Regions from separate parts of the Hordeum vulgare genome. Here region 2 is linked to region 1. The links are chromatin contacts, called in public Hi-C maps. All regions are on one chromosome and are shown on one strand. The core of a region is the stretch at or near the end of the contact, and the rest is flanking DNA. Distances in the headings are between cores, read along the strand shown. Region 1 holds the start of LOC123404320 (endoglucanase 7-like). Region 2 holds the start of LOC123400959 (probable histidine kinase 6).

Region 1 (7,864 bases), core at 1,695-4,194:
GCTCACCCCCCTCGGGTTGCTGCCCAGCACGTAGTCCACCTGCGCCCTGGCCAGCGCGGCCACCTCGCCGGCGCCCGCCGTCTCGCCGCCGGCGCAGGCCACCGTCCCCACGCCGGCCCCCGCCAGGTAGTCGGCGTAGGTGGAGAGCAGGAACGCCGCGTTGGTCACGTACTGCATGTTGTTCCACTGCCGGATGTAGAGCATCCCTCCCGGGCTCCGCTCCACGTTGGCGTCCTCGCCGCCGGCCGCGTTCCGGCCCAGGCACGCGCACACGTAGTGCTCCGCCTTGGCCTGGTACTGCTCCAGCGTCCTCTTCTGCTCCGCCGTGTGCTCTCCCCTCAGCAGCAGCTGCAATTAATTAATCATTTGGTCTCCTCGTCAGTGACCGGCCGGCCGTCTAGTGATCGATCCTTCACATGCATGATAGCTTACGTACCCTTGCGGCGAGGATCTGGACGCCGGCGTACTTGACGTCCCAGCTGAACTCGGTGATGGCCCAGCCGGTGCCGCCGAAGTCGTGGGCGTTGTCGACGACGTAGTCGAGGTAGCTGGCCTTGCCGGTGGCGCGGTGGAGCCACAGGGCGGCCCACAGCAGCTCGTCCTTGTACCCGCTCACCGACGCGTAGTAGCTCTTCACCTCCGCTATGCTGCTGTCGTATTGGCCCCTGTACCCGTCCGCGAACTCGAACAACTGCACGCACGTTCACAAAAAGCCAAAGTAAACATGATCAGCCAACAACAACTAAGATTGTAACGCTGTTAGTTTGGTTTGTTCATAAATTATTTAAGAAAGCCCTAATGATAATTAAGGTTGCATACGTATCGTATCATTCATTGACGCATTTTATAGTTGACGCTTGAAGAGCATGCAGCAGGTGGGTGGCCAGGTCAGTGGGTGTGAATACGGAGCGGTTCAATTAGCACATGATGATGACACGACGACCGCTTCCTAATAATGTTCCCAGTTAAGCATGTGATTGATTGAACTGGCCACCTAATCATATATACATGCATGGCCGGAGGCAGGCAGCAAATGGAAAGTTTCCCATGACCCCCGTCCACCAGATAGAGGTTGCGTTCCGGCGGCCCCACACGGCAGCCAGCCCCTACGATGGATCGACGTCGATCGTGTTGAGGTGTTGGCAACTTGGCATGTGCGGCACAAGAAAAGAACACCGCCCATGAAAAGACCGGCACCCCCCTTGACCAAAGCTACCAATACGCGCGCTATGTTCCAAAATCCAGTACGCGGACAGACTGGTGCTACACGAAGCTCCAAACTTGCACCGATATTTTTTTCCGTTCCATTTTTCCACATAGGACCTTGCATGCACCGCGTACGTCAATGTATACGTGTGTGTGTGTGTGTGTCGAGTATGTATGTATGTATGTATGTATGTATGTACCTGCTGGGCGTGGTGGAGGAGGAGGTGGGCGTAGTGCGGGTTGGATTTGCGGAAGACCATGGAGGCGGCGGCCATGGCGGCGGCCGTCTCGCCGGCGACGTCGGAGCCCGGGTGGTCGCGGTCGACCTTGTACGCCTGCCGCGACGTCGTCATGTCCTCCGGCCGCTGCCAGCAGTAGTGATCCGTGTCGCCGTCTCCCACCTGTTGTTGTTGTGTTGCAAGTAAAAGGAGATTATTTCCAGCTCAAAAAATAAAAAAGGAAACTGATCAGACGGTTCGGATGCATGGACCGACGAAAGCTTTTTTGAAACCTATGCGCGCCATGTGTGGAAGAAAGAAAAAAACACGCATAGTTTAGTGCTGCCGTTCGTTCGTTCGTTCGTACGTACGTTCATCAAATCAAACTGGCCGCCTACCTAACACGCTTGTTGTTATTCACCAGAAAGAACCCCTTTTTCTTTTCTTCCCCAACCAGAAAATACTCCTATATATACAATATATAATCGATCTTTCTACAGAAAAAAGATATAGGGTATCTATAACATAATTCATGAAAAAAAAGTAATCGATCAAAGTGCAACAAGGTAGCTAGGTGTGCATGATTGAATTGGTCTCTCCCTCTCTCTTTCTTGCGTGCGCAACAGCTAGCTTGGCTTGGAACTGGTCGGTCTCATTTGCATATGCATGTCATGGTCATGATCGATCGTGTCTGAACGGAAGAACACAGCTAGCCGAGGCGAGGTGACACGAGATCGTTCGTCGGCATGTAGGTACGTACCTCGGCCCACAGCTCGTCGGGCTGCGTGTGCGCCTTGATGAAGTAGTCGGTGCCCCACTTGATGGCCTCGAGCGCGTGCGCGAGCTCGCCGGCCGCCGCGACGTCGGCGCCGTACTCGATCATGCTCCAGGACAGCATGGTGACGGTGAAGGCCATGGGCAGGCCGAACTTGACGTGGTCGCCGGCGTCGTAGTAGCCGCCCACCAGGTCCACCCCTTGCTCCAGGCCGTCGGTGAGGCCCGAGTGGTCGCGCCACGGCACGCGCTGCCCGTGCGGCAGCCGCCCCGACCGCTGCGCCTCGAAGTAGACCAGGCTCTTCCGCAGCGCCTCCTCGTAGTTGTGCGCCTTGCCGCTCCCGCTCTTGCCCCCCTCCGCCGCCGAAGACGACGCCGCCGCGATCAGCATCGTCAGCAGCGCCGGTAGCAGCAGCGCGGCCCGGAGACATGCCGCGGCTGCGGTGCCCCTCCCCGATCTCATGGCGCAAGAAGATGCTCCTCGGATCGTTGGCAACTTCGCATGCGCCCGGAGCGCGCCCTCTGCCGGCTCTGCTAGCTTAGCCTGTGTGCGAGCGTAGGTGTTGGTGTGTGTGTGATGATCTGCGTATATATCTCTGCCGCCGTTGTGGGCTAGGCTGTGTGGCGAGCAGGGCAGTGTCCTCCAACCTGAGGGGCGTGGCTTGGCGCGCTTATATTCGCGGCCGGCGTCCAGGTCCGGCGCACGCACGCGCAGCGCGTTGAACTGGTTCGGCGGCCGGGCCGGGGCCGGGACGGGGGGAATATAAAACTCAGGAGGTGGATAGCAAGAGAAGAGAGGAGCAGGCAGGAAAGAAACGAGCGCGGCTGCGTTTTGGGCGCGTTTTTGGAGTTGGAGGGGGGTGGACTCGTTCGGGTTTTGTATTTGTATCGTATCGATTTGTTTGGTGAGGCAGGGGGAGATTGAGATGATTGGGTTGGGTTGGGTTTTGGGTTAACGACGACGCACGCAAGCGGAGCAGATTTTGACCGGGGATGTACGTGCTTTTTTCAGAGCGCGCGCGCGCGTGTACACGTGAATCGGTTGGGGCCAGCCGGACACGTACCACCGAGCACCAACACATGGACGAAGCACGCGCGTGAGACCGGCGTAGTAGTTCGTTCGGGCCAAGTCGCCGGTCCACCGGCCGGCCGGTGGCCCGTAACAGGTTTTCATTCCACTGTGAAATCTTAGCAGGTAAGTATCTAAGGTCACTCGACCGGTCTGATGAAAAGGATGACTCGTTTCTTTTTCAAAAAAAAAAAAACGCGTATACCTTATTCGTATGAACGTCTTTGAGAAACTGTGTCGGCATACTACTGTTTTTGACCAAGGCGTCTTTAGAAATAGACTTCCGTTTCGCTATATTAATATAGCAATCATCCAATACAACCGTTATACCATTGTTGGACAAATAACACACTCAAGCCTAAAAAAAAGAACACACAAAAAGAAAAACAGGAGAAACAAATGCCAACAACGTCGGATTGACAAAAACGATGATTTTCCGTAAGTGCGACGCCCTCCAGAGAATTCCACCATACTCCTATGTCTACGAATTGTCGTGCACCAAGCAACACCTTCAGGCCTCGTTTGACACAAGGGGGTTGGAGGGGTTCAGAAGGGATGATCCCCGCAGGGACAGAAAACCCCAAAATTCCCCATGAGTTCATTTGGTACAAAGGGTTTGTGATGTACAAACCCCTTCGAACCACCAAAATCCCCCCAATCCACAGAGTTTTGAAGCATCTAGGGAGTACTAGTGAAACTTGTGCAACGGGGATTCAAGGGAATTGGGTGGAAGAGGGGGATTCACCAAATCCCCTGGAATCCCCACCTTCTTGGGGGCTTGAAAACCACTTGTGCCAAACAAGGCCTCATGAAGAATAGTGACGACGACGCTGCTGTCCGAACGGATCCTAGAATTTCTCCCGGTACACGGAGAGGAGTGGGGAGAGGGTACACCCGACACCCTTCAAGAAGGGAGGCAACGCCCGCCGGCATCACCACGTTAGTGCCGGCATGAACCGACAACGATTTCCGTCAATCCCCACACACCCACACTCAAGACCAACCGTTGGCTCCATCATACTTGCCGCCCACCAACATGCGCTTGCATAGTCTTGAGATCATCATGGCCATCTCATCAAGGCAAACGCCGCGAGGCCGGCTAGACCAAAAGAAAGCAACCGTAGACAGGGCCGACAGTACCATAGCGACATGGGCGGGAACATCCTCCACCGCCTTAGACAGTAGAAGATCGGACGCAAACAGGAGCAGACGAGGTCAAGTGCCCAGCCGGGCCTAGCTCGGGCCCCTGAAGCTCCCGTCGTCACGCTGCAACAAACGCGGTGCCGTAACCGCCATCCTCGTCATGGGGAGCCTCGCCAGACCCGCCGGAGGCCAGTCGCCGTAGTCCTAGCTGGCCCGCCATGACCAGGATCGGGCCCAAAAGGGACTACATCCGGCCAACAGGGCGCCGCGAGCCACTGCCCGCATGAAGCCGCCACCGCCGCCAAGTGATGCCCTCTCTCTAGGTCATTTTCTCCTCTAGATTAGTTAAGTGGAGCTTGGCGAAGCCCTGCTGGATTAGTTCACCACCACCACCACCACCACGCCGTCGTGCTGGAGAACTCATCTAACTCTCCGCCCCTCTTGCTGGATCAAGAAGACGGAGATCATCATCGAGCTGTACATGTGCTGAAAGCGGAGGTGCTGTCCGTTCGGTACTAGATCAGAAAGGATCGCGATGAGATCGTGGGACGAATCGCGATGAGATCGCGGGATGGATCATGATGAGATCGCGGGACGCATCGTGATTGGATCACGAAGACGTACAACTACATCAACCGTGTTATATACGCTTCTGCTTAACGATCTACAAGGGTATGTAGATGCACTCTCCCCTCTCGTAGATGGTCATCACCATGGATAAATCTTGTGTGCGTGTAGGAAAATTTTTGTTTCCCATGCAACGTTTCCCAACACGTAGGCTGTAAAATACCCCATATTCCGACTCAGAGCCGTACTGCGAATAGGTCGGGCTGGTTGAGATGTGCAACGGTTGAATCTGGTCGAGCATCTCGTCTAACATTGAGGGCTCGTCCTGGTACATCGTTGGATGGTTTTCAAAGTTGACCTCCGATGCCAGGCGCGGGAGATTGAACGTCAAGCTGTCTCACTCGTATCCGGCAGGTCATCCAGCCAGCTTTTGAAGCTATTTGGTGCCCGTGGACTGGAATGTAATTTCTATTTCTTTTTGGTTCTTTGTATTGCCGTTGATACTTTATAATAGATCCGGGGGCCTTTCCTCAAAAACAGGTCGCTAGCTAGCTAATTATTTGGGCCAATTATCAGCAAAACTAGCACGAGCTGATTAAGCTGCACCACATGTACCAAATATACAAGGCTGATTTTTTTTTACTGAAGCTAGCTACAAGCTTTCTCGAAAGAAAAGAAAAACTAAGTATACAAGCATACGTCTTTTCCTCCACCTATTTTCGTGCGTGTACGTGAAACTAGCGATCCATTTCCCGGTGGCCGGACAGTGACTCCCCGGCTGCAGCGATTTGACGCCTCCTTTTTCTTCCACCGGCTGCTCGAACCCATTGCCATCGACCATCCCAGACCGGGAATTGAGCCCTAAATGAAACAAATTCATAAACTGAACTATGTTTAAAATAAATTCACTCAGTCCTTTTGTGTGGCGTCCGACAGTCGGGCGTCACAGTACACTATGATAGTCGGGCGTCACAGTACATTGTTTCGCTAGTTTCACGTACACAGTCGGACGTCACAGTACACTCAGCTGACCTTTTAAGAGCTAGGTCAATGGCTATCATTATGCTAGGCGTTACATAGTGTAGTGTGACGTCCGACTGTCGGGCGCCACACAAAAGGGTCAGCTGAGTGAATTTATTTTGAACGTAGTACAGTCTGTGAATTTGTTTCGTTTAGGGGTCAATTTTGTCGATTTTGTCCCCAGACCGTAGATACATGCATGCATGAGTACATTTGGTAGGCAGCCAGGCAGGCGGATAGATGCATGAATTATACCGCGATATATGTGGAGTAAAGTCTATTGTAAACCTTGAGTTCGTATGCTTCGTCGGTTTTAAACCCCAATCTCCAAATCCCTCAAATTGACACCCCCAACTGTCTAATCCCGGTGGTTAAGCACCTTAATTCCGTTTCAGGGGAGGATTGGGTGACGTGGCACAGTGGGAGGCTGGGTTTGCCCCACTCTCTGTTTGATGCATGGCGGGAGGCTGGAATGATTTTTTTTGCTGGTTTAGTTGCAGGGCTGCTGTTAAGTTAGAGCAGAAGACATATTTGTTTTATTTGATCGAACAGATTTGACAGCAATTTGCTGTTAGTTGCAGGGCTGCTATATAAGCTCTCAAATTTGACAGCAAATTGACATCAACATATAAAGTACTCCAACATATATAACAGGAATTTCATTTCCAAAAATCACAACTCCCAAACATCATTCATTACTTAACATAGTTTGTAACTGAAATCAAAAGGCAACCACATGTACTTCTTGGAACTTGAGAGCTTGTTGGAGGTGTAGACCTTGATGCATCGGTCTATGCTTGCTGCAGAACAAAATATTCACAGTCTGAACCTTGATGCATCAGTCACTCGTCATCAAATCTGAAACTGTTCTTCACGGGGCCACTTATCACTTGAGTAACCACACCACCCTCTGCTTCATCTTGCTCACCATTGTACTCCACATGTATATCAGCAACCCCTGCATCTGTAATGTACTCTGACATCTTCATGCCACCTTCATCAGTGTAGAGAAAAACTAAACCATTAACCAACTCTCTCCCTGGCATAAGAAAATACAACTTCATGCTCTCTTTGACCGTCATATGATCTGCTAAAAATCCTCTCAGATCTGGCAGTGACAACTTATCTCTCTCTATCTCTGACATTGCACTATCTCCGCCAACATAATCAAGAGATGGCCCAATATGAATGAACTCCCCTCCATAGTGAAACCTGACAGTGAGCATCTGTGCTGGATCCATGAACCAATACATGAAATCTAATGCAGAATAAGTACTAAAAGCTATTACAAATCATTACTAAAATCTACTGCAGAATCAATAACCTGACGTTGAGTAACTGCAGAATCAGTACTAAAAACTATTGCAGAATCAGTACTAAAATTAGTACAAAATGGTATTGCAGAATCAGTAAAAAAACGCCACCTTTTGCCCCTGTAAAACCATGGCAGGTATTGGTTCATGAATGTATAACTGCAGACTACAAAATCAGTAGAAAAACCCTAAACCTAACTCGGGGCAGAAAGAAAAGAAGACCCCGGATCAATCACAGGCGAAGAGGATGACTCACCGGTTCAATTGCTGCCGGCGTGGTCGTCAAAGCTCGTTGCGATCATCCACCCAGGGTCGCCATTGTCGCCGCGGGGGGAAGTTGCTGCTTCGAGAGAGGAGGGGAAGGGGTGAAGTGAGCGACGAGCGATGCGAGCTGTTTTTCTTAGGGGAGCGGTGCGAGCTGGTCTAGCTCAACCAGCGACCGAGCGGGACCCAAAAAAGCTGGCTGACTCAGCAATCCCGGCCTTCCTCTGTTTGGATACGGTCACAAGGGCAAAAACCACCGGAATTAGGGAGTTGGGGGTGCCGATTTCAGG
Region 2 (7,171 bases), core at 1,080-3,579, 170 kb after region 1:
TATCCTGGGAGAAAATCACCGGGGCATACTCCTCTTGGAGAGGTGCAGCCTCTCGATTCATAGTCCTCATAATCCATCCATGCTGTCTTTCAAACGTTTCCTTCTCATGAGGGAAGAGGCGCTGTGCATATGCTACCCCATTTAGCAGTGGACGCTCGAATGATGTCCTTGCCGTGTACTTCGCAAAAGTATCCTGCAGCAAACATTTTTACCAAAATTTATTAAGAGTAAAACACACCAGCAGCAAACTGATAGATTTAAGATTGAATGACCAAGAGCATCCAAGAAAGTAAGAACAGATAAAGTTAAAACTGCACTTGATCCATGTGATTTTTTATTATAGCAAAAAATAAATCATCAACAAACCAGACACTCAACTAGGGCCATTATCTAAAAAAAAAAAGATGGCAACTAGGGCTACCAACCAAATTAGGACGCTACTCATTGTTGCTTGTTGCAACAACCAGAATGTGGCTTCAAATACCATATTGCCTTGCCAAGGTACTCCTAAAAGTCTAAAGCTACCACTTAATCAACAAAAGCAGCGGGCTCGGAATTCCCAAAAGAGGGCACCTTTAGGGGAGTATTTTAAGAGAAGAAAGTAGGATCAAGAACCCATCACCGGACAACCGCAGCCAGCACTGCATTGCTATGCTACGCTGGCGACATTTCTCAGCATAAACAAAAAGAGTCGGTCAAGCATTGCCTAAGCCCAACCATTAACCACTCCAAAAACAAACAAAGCAATGTTCTTCTTCGTGTTCTTGTACCAGCTTAGCAGTTCAGAGACGTCTCTGACTGTGTCTTGCAGCATAGAGAAAAAAAACGCAACCGCTGCAAGAGTGCCACATATTCATATTCAAAGATCAAGAGGCCCACAACGAACCGACTAAAACAATAATGTGCCGCTAAACGACTAGCCTGCAACTCTGTAAGCATCGAGCCACCACGAGGAAATATGCTTTTTTTTAAATGCAACAACAACCATGTTTACTTGTACTAGTAGTTGTTTAGGATTTCTGGAGCCCGCCATTGCCGCAGGATTGGAAGCACGCGGCGACATAGGAATGAATGAAGGAATGAAGGAATGGAATGCATGAATCGAGGAAGGGGAAGAAACAAATCGGCGGTCCCTGCTAGCAGTATGTTGGTTGCTCACCTGGTCGATGGCGGAGGGGTTCTTCTCGAAGTGGAATGTGGAGATGAGGATGGCGAGCGCGTGGACGTGGTTGACGGTGACGCCGAACTGCTCCTGCAGCATCCTGGCCCGCTCCTCGCACATGTTGACGAGCCGCTGCTCGGCGCGCTCCATGGTCTCCCCGCGCAGCTGCCAGTGCACGGAGGCCGAGCAGGCCACCGCCGCCGCCACCCAGGCGACGGCCGCCAGGCGCCTCCAACCTCTCCTGGCCGCGTACTTGCCCATCCCTCCCCCCTTGTCCTCCATGCCCCCCGATTTACTGCTGCTCCCCATCCCGCGCAATGCGCAACATATGCTTGTGGGAATGCGCGACGACCACCGGCCTCGGCCCCGGCCCCAGCGAAAGCGAGCACTGGTACGAGTACCCAGGAGAAAACAAGTGCTCCCAGCGGGAGAGAGCGGGGCCGCGGCGCGGAGGGGTTGGGCTGGGGTTGGGCGGAGGAGGCGGCGAGGGAGCGGGGGGCCTCCTCAAAAGAGCCGAAGCTTTCGCGAGTCCCCAGCCGAGACAGCGGCGCTAAAATAATTAGCCCGCCCGCTCGCTAAACCTGCATTAATAAAATCCGGCTTCTTTACTCCACTGCTCCTCCCCTACCTCCGGCCGCTGGGCTGGGCTGGGCGGGCTCGCCGTTGGCTGCCGAAACCGATTAAAAAATTGGGGAGGAATCCCACCAGGCTGCTACCCCTAAGCTTTTCTCTGCGGGAAATGTTCGGGGCGAGGCCCGCCGCGTGGCGTCCCCCGGCAAGGCAATTAAGCGGCGGTCGCGGCCCTCCTGCGATGCTGGAGCGGCGGTCGCGGGCGCGGCGAACGAAGCGGGAGCTGGCTAGGCTGGGGCGGAGGCGCGTAGGGGCTCTATTTGGCGGGTGGGCGGAATGGGGAGGGCGGAAGGCTGGCCTGGCGGAGATCGACGGCCGCGCGCGGCGGCGGAGCTGGACGGGCGCTGCCGCTGCGGCCTACTCCTCCTGCTGCCGCTGCTGCTGATCTGCTGGAGCTGGAGCCTGGGGAGAGAGCTGCGGGCGGTGGGGAGTGGGGGCTCGGCGTGGTGGCGATCCCGCGACAGCGACCGTGGCGGGGGAGGAGGGAACCAGCGGAGAGGGAGGGAGGAAGAAGGCGGGTGGGGTGGGGTGGCTGCTAGCAAGGTAGAGCCAGCCAGTAGGAGGAACAGGGGGGGGGGGGGGGGTCTGCCAACTGCGGAGTCCTTTTGGGTCACGTGGCGCGGACAAGCGGGGGCGGAGTGCGGGGTGGCCGAACCCACCCGTGGTCCGCGTCCGTCTGGGTCGTCTGGGTCTGCGTCTGCGTCTGCGTCTGCGTCTGATCCACACACAGAGGGACACACACAAGGCCAGAAGCAGAAGCAAAGCGGCCGGCCCCCTACATCGGTCTCGGGCGGGGTCTCCTTTTTGTTCCCTTGCCTCATCTCGTCGCCCTCGTGGCCGTCGTTTCCTTTCTCCCTCGACACGCAAGCTAAAGTAGTCCCGTTACAGCGATGGACGGATGTACGGAGCGGTCACATCGCGAAACGACCGAAGTGTCAGCATGTGTGGGTTTTCCTGTGTATACGTGATTGAACACCGAAATGTTCATGCAGGGGGGTTTATCCATCCGTTCAACGCAAAGCACGGCGCCTCGCCTCCACCTTAGAGCAACTCCAATCCTGGGATCCAAACCGACGTGTTTTATCCGTTTGAATCGGTTCGTTCGTTTCTTTTAAATGGATCGACCGTACGTCCAACATGTCATTCCATTTTTCATCCGCGCGGTAAACTTATGGTTATTATTTTAACGCTTTGATAAATATTACATAAAATAAAATTTATTTATAGATTAATAAATATCCAATACTACATCATAGTTTAAGAATTACAAAAATATCTCATAGTCGATACATTTAAAAAAAAAGGTTACTGATACATCTGCTGGTTACCGACATGAATCTATATATGTTCAATCAAATTATTTTGCGGCTGCATGTGAGTATCCCAATTACGCATTTTATGATGAAACTTGACGAACTGTGCAAACTTTGACTCTCCTCCATGCTCACACACAACATTATCACCCTCAAACTCAAATCCTAGATCACAGGGACGTTCTGAATGCTCATCATCAATGATCATGTTATGCATGATCACGCAAGCTGTCATCACTTTCCATAGTTTTTTCGTGCTCCATGTTCTAGCAGGATATCGAACGATGTCCCATCGAGATTGAAGATCGCCAAAGGCACGCTCTACATCTTTCCTAACACTCTCTTGCTCTTGGACAAATCTCTTTCTCTTCTCTCCTACATGATTGGAGATTGTCTTCCCAAGGGTAGACAAGTTGGATAGATATCGTCACCTAGATAGTATCTATTGGTGTATTGGTGGCCACTGATCTCAACATTGACCTCTGGGCAATTGCCTTCTGCCATCCTAGCAAACATCGGAGAGCGCTGGAGCACATTGATATCGTTGTGAGATCCGGTCATACCAAAGAAAGCGTGCCAAATCCAGACATCTTGGGAAGCCACGACCTCAAGTATGACAGAGCAAGCTCGAACATGGCCCTTATACTACCCTTGCCAAGGAGAAGGGCACTTCTTCCACCTATAGTGCATACAATATATGCTACCAAACATCCCCCGAACACCCTACTAGCATTCATCGGCAACAACTGTGATGTATCGACAATTGTTGGCTCTCTCGAGTACTCTGGCCCAAACACATCTATGACAGCCGTGAAGAATCTATACATGGAATCAAGGGAGATGAGCTCACTCATCCGAACATACTCATTAATGAGATCGTCGGGGACTCCATATGCAATCATCCGAATAGCAGCAGTGCATTTTTTATAAGAGAAGCCAATCTTTCCAAGGGCATCCGTCTTGCACTCGAAATAGTTATCGTACTCAACCACCCCACTCGAACACGGTTGAAAACATGTCTAGCCATCCGAAAACGACGGCGGAACAAGTGATGTTTGAAGAGCGGATTTGGGGTCTCGAAGTAGTCTTTCCAGAGTAGGAAATAGCCACTCTCCCGGTTGCGATTCAGTGTCGATGTGTGCCCCCGCATGGAGCCCTTAAACTGTGGTCGCTCCATACTTACATGGTCATGGACGACCAATGCAACTGCCACCATCTCCTCATCATCAGATGAAGAATCATCCGAGTCCAAAAGAACGTTATAGAAAAGGTACTCATCATTGGAGCTCATTTGTATCTTGGGCAAAGCATCGAACACCTTGCGGCGCGTTGTGGAAGACTCCGACCGGAGAGGAGCCTCCCGTCGAGAGAAAGTGGCAGAGCTAGGCGGCAGTCGCAGGAGACAAGGCTGCCGGAAGGTGAGTCGGCGGGGCGAATGGCTGGCGGCGACGGCGAAAGCGGGTGGCGGGGGTGGGAGGCGGGGGCCGGGCGGGGCGGTCGGGTGATTTGGAGGTGAAGGAGGAAAAGGAGACCAGCGTACGTGTCACCGACTGGTAGGCCAGGGGAAGAGATGGGTGGGCGAGGCGCATGTCCACTTCATTTCCACGGTGACGCAAATGCCACCCAAATTTGGGCTTGGAATGGGTCGCGGACGGACAAAAAAGGGACGTGCCTCCATTTGGGTCGGCGCGTTGGGCCAACTTTTGTGTGCATGGCAACCCAAACACACACACGCGTACGAAATGGGTCGCACGATTGGAGTTGCTCTTAGCGACCATCTCCTCCCTCCCGTATCACTGCCACGGAAGTCCGGAGCTCGGGAAGGAGCGAGGGACGATGGCGGGTGGAGTCGTTGTTGGGCAATGACAGTGCGGTCCTTTCAGCGTCTACATCTCCGCACAACGTGACGATCCAAACAACATGGCATCTGTGTTGCGGCCCGACCTCAGGTGTAGCGGCCATCCTCCTCTCTCACATATGACGGTGTTTCGCTAGTACTGGTGAACCCCTTGGTTGTTAGTTGGCAATGGTGGTCCGCATGGTGGACCATCCATGCTTGTTTTGGGCGGGGGGCATGGACTGCCGGCAAAAGCCAAGTCTTGACTGTTGTCATAGCCAATGACGACGGTGTCGATCCCTTGTTGAAGGCATCGACCTTGCAATCCTCGACTCCCCTCCTAGAATGCTTTGAGGAAACCCTGTGTTCGGGCTTGCCTGAATCTGATGATGGTGGTGCTACGTGTCGTGTTCCCCCTGGGGGATAATTTTGAAATTAGGTCTCGCAGGGGAGACTATTGACCTAATGTCGGTGTAGAGGTGGTGTGGAGTGGCAGTGTAGGTGATGTAGGCTGACGGTGTGGATGGTTGGGTAAAGATTGATGGAGATGGTGGCGCTTATTATGGTCATGTCATTGTAGGTGAAGGTTTGTGTTGTATTTGTCTAGGGGTGGACACATCCAGATCGCTACGAGGGGTGGCCACATCCAGACTCAGCACTAAGGGTGTGTTTGGTTTCAGTCATAGCATGGAATGTCACAGGTCCGACCCGTTCCTAGGCCGTGTTCTCGTGTTTGGATGATAAACAATTAGGAACCCACTCGTTCCCACAAAGAGAATATTCGACCCAGGTCCGTCACACGCTCGTTCCTCCGAATCAGTGGAACGACGTGGAATGCTTGTTGCTCTCCTCTCACACTTTCCTCTCGCACACGAGAGCTCGCCTCAACCTTGCTCGATCTGCGCCGCTCCCGTCGCTCGATCCGCACTACCGGCTGCTCCCGTCGCTCGATCCACACCCTCCGCCGGTTGCTCCCGTCGCTCATTCCACGCGCGCCGCCGGCTGCTCCTCTCACCCGATCCACCCAGTCGTTGCTCCTCTCGCTCGATCTGCGCCATCGACCGCGCCTCTCGTCCACCATCTTTCTTCACGCAGCACCACCAGCCCAGATGACTAGGTCACTTCTTTCGCCCACCATCTTTCTTCACGCAAACGTTGGTGCGAGTTCTTGGCTGGATGGCGACCAAGATCAATCAGCAGCAAGTACGCGTATCAAGATCTGTTCCATTCTATTTGGTCTCTCTAACTAAACATTAAAATGGAACCGTTCCATTCTACCAAATTTCTCTACTAAACATACAAATGGAACCGATCCATTCTACTGGAATGGAATGTCATGGAACCATGACATTCTATTCCACTTTGTTCTCGAACAAACCACACCCTAACATACACTTTGCACCGGATCGCCATAGTGTTTCCAGGTGGGATTTTGATTGTAGTGTCTCTTCTTGCTAGTTTGATATGCAACTATGTCACCCTTGTGTTGACCGACGTCTCGGGCTCCACAAACGATTCTTGACATCTTGGTTGCTTGCCCACTATGTGCATGGTTTCAAGTTTGTGTGGTTGTATCCACTTTCGAAAAGTGCGCACTTATGTCATGTTTGTTGACCCAGTAGCTGCTAGGCATTGATCATCCTTGGTTTTTCTCTTTTTTAATCTGTATAATCATAGTTTTCTGTCTTCGTGTTCATCGTCCCATGTGGGATTTTGTAAGCCCATGAAATCAATCAGTTAGATGTCGTCGTCTTCCACCTGTAGTCGCGACAACTCGTCATGAGCGAAGAGTGATACCGCCACTACTTTGAAACACTTTACCAACCAAGAAAACATCATTGACAGAACAATAGGAAGTCGTCAACCAGAGCAAAAAGACGACGACTATAGCGATCACCACATACCATCGACTCGGAAGAAGAAGTCGGGAAAGAAGGTTAGGTGACCACCCTAAATCTAGCTAAACAGATTTTGGAGATCTACCATCTTTTTTTGAATACACACGACTGCGCGTATCATAAATTAAAGAAGAGAGGGTGGAGAATCGCATCCACCTCAAAGTGTTATAGATTACATGCAACAAATTGCCACTCCTACCACGTTGAAACCGCGTCTAACTCCTCGAGCACACCCACCTTGACAAGACCCAAATAAGGTGGACAACTCTCCCTTCAAGGTACTCATGACCCACAAGTATAGGGGATCAATTATAGTCCTTTCCATAAGTAA

Evidence for each region. A called contact is a pair of places that touch in the nucleus more often than the background predicts.
Region 2: a contact with region 1 is called in a Hi-C map of leaf, with 2.7 times the contacts expected there. The contact joins the promoter of LOC123400959 here to the promoter of LOC123404320 in region 1. A contact is called at or near these places in 2 of 6 Hi-C or Micro-C datasets (leaf and seedling).

What each region holds. Positions count from the first base shown.
Region 1 is chr6H:511,231,501-511,239,364 of MorexV3_pseudomolecules_assembly, forward strand. It overlaps LOC123404320 (endoglucanase 7-like), which reads right to left and starts at 2,945. Exons shown (of 4, transcript XM_045098244.1): 1 at 2,185-2,945; 2 at 1,407-1,607; 3 at 437-691; 4 at 1-348. The coding sequence starts at 2,661.
Region 2 is chr6H:511,406,133-511,413,303 of MorexV3_pseudomolecules_assembly, forward strand. LOC123400959 (probable histidine kinase 6) reads right to left here and starts at 2,330. Exons shown (of 11, transcript XM_045094673.1): 1 at 1,160-2,330; 2 at 1-193. The coding sequence starts at 1,471.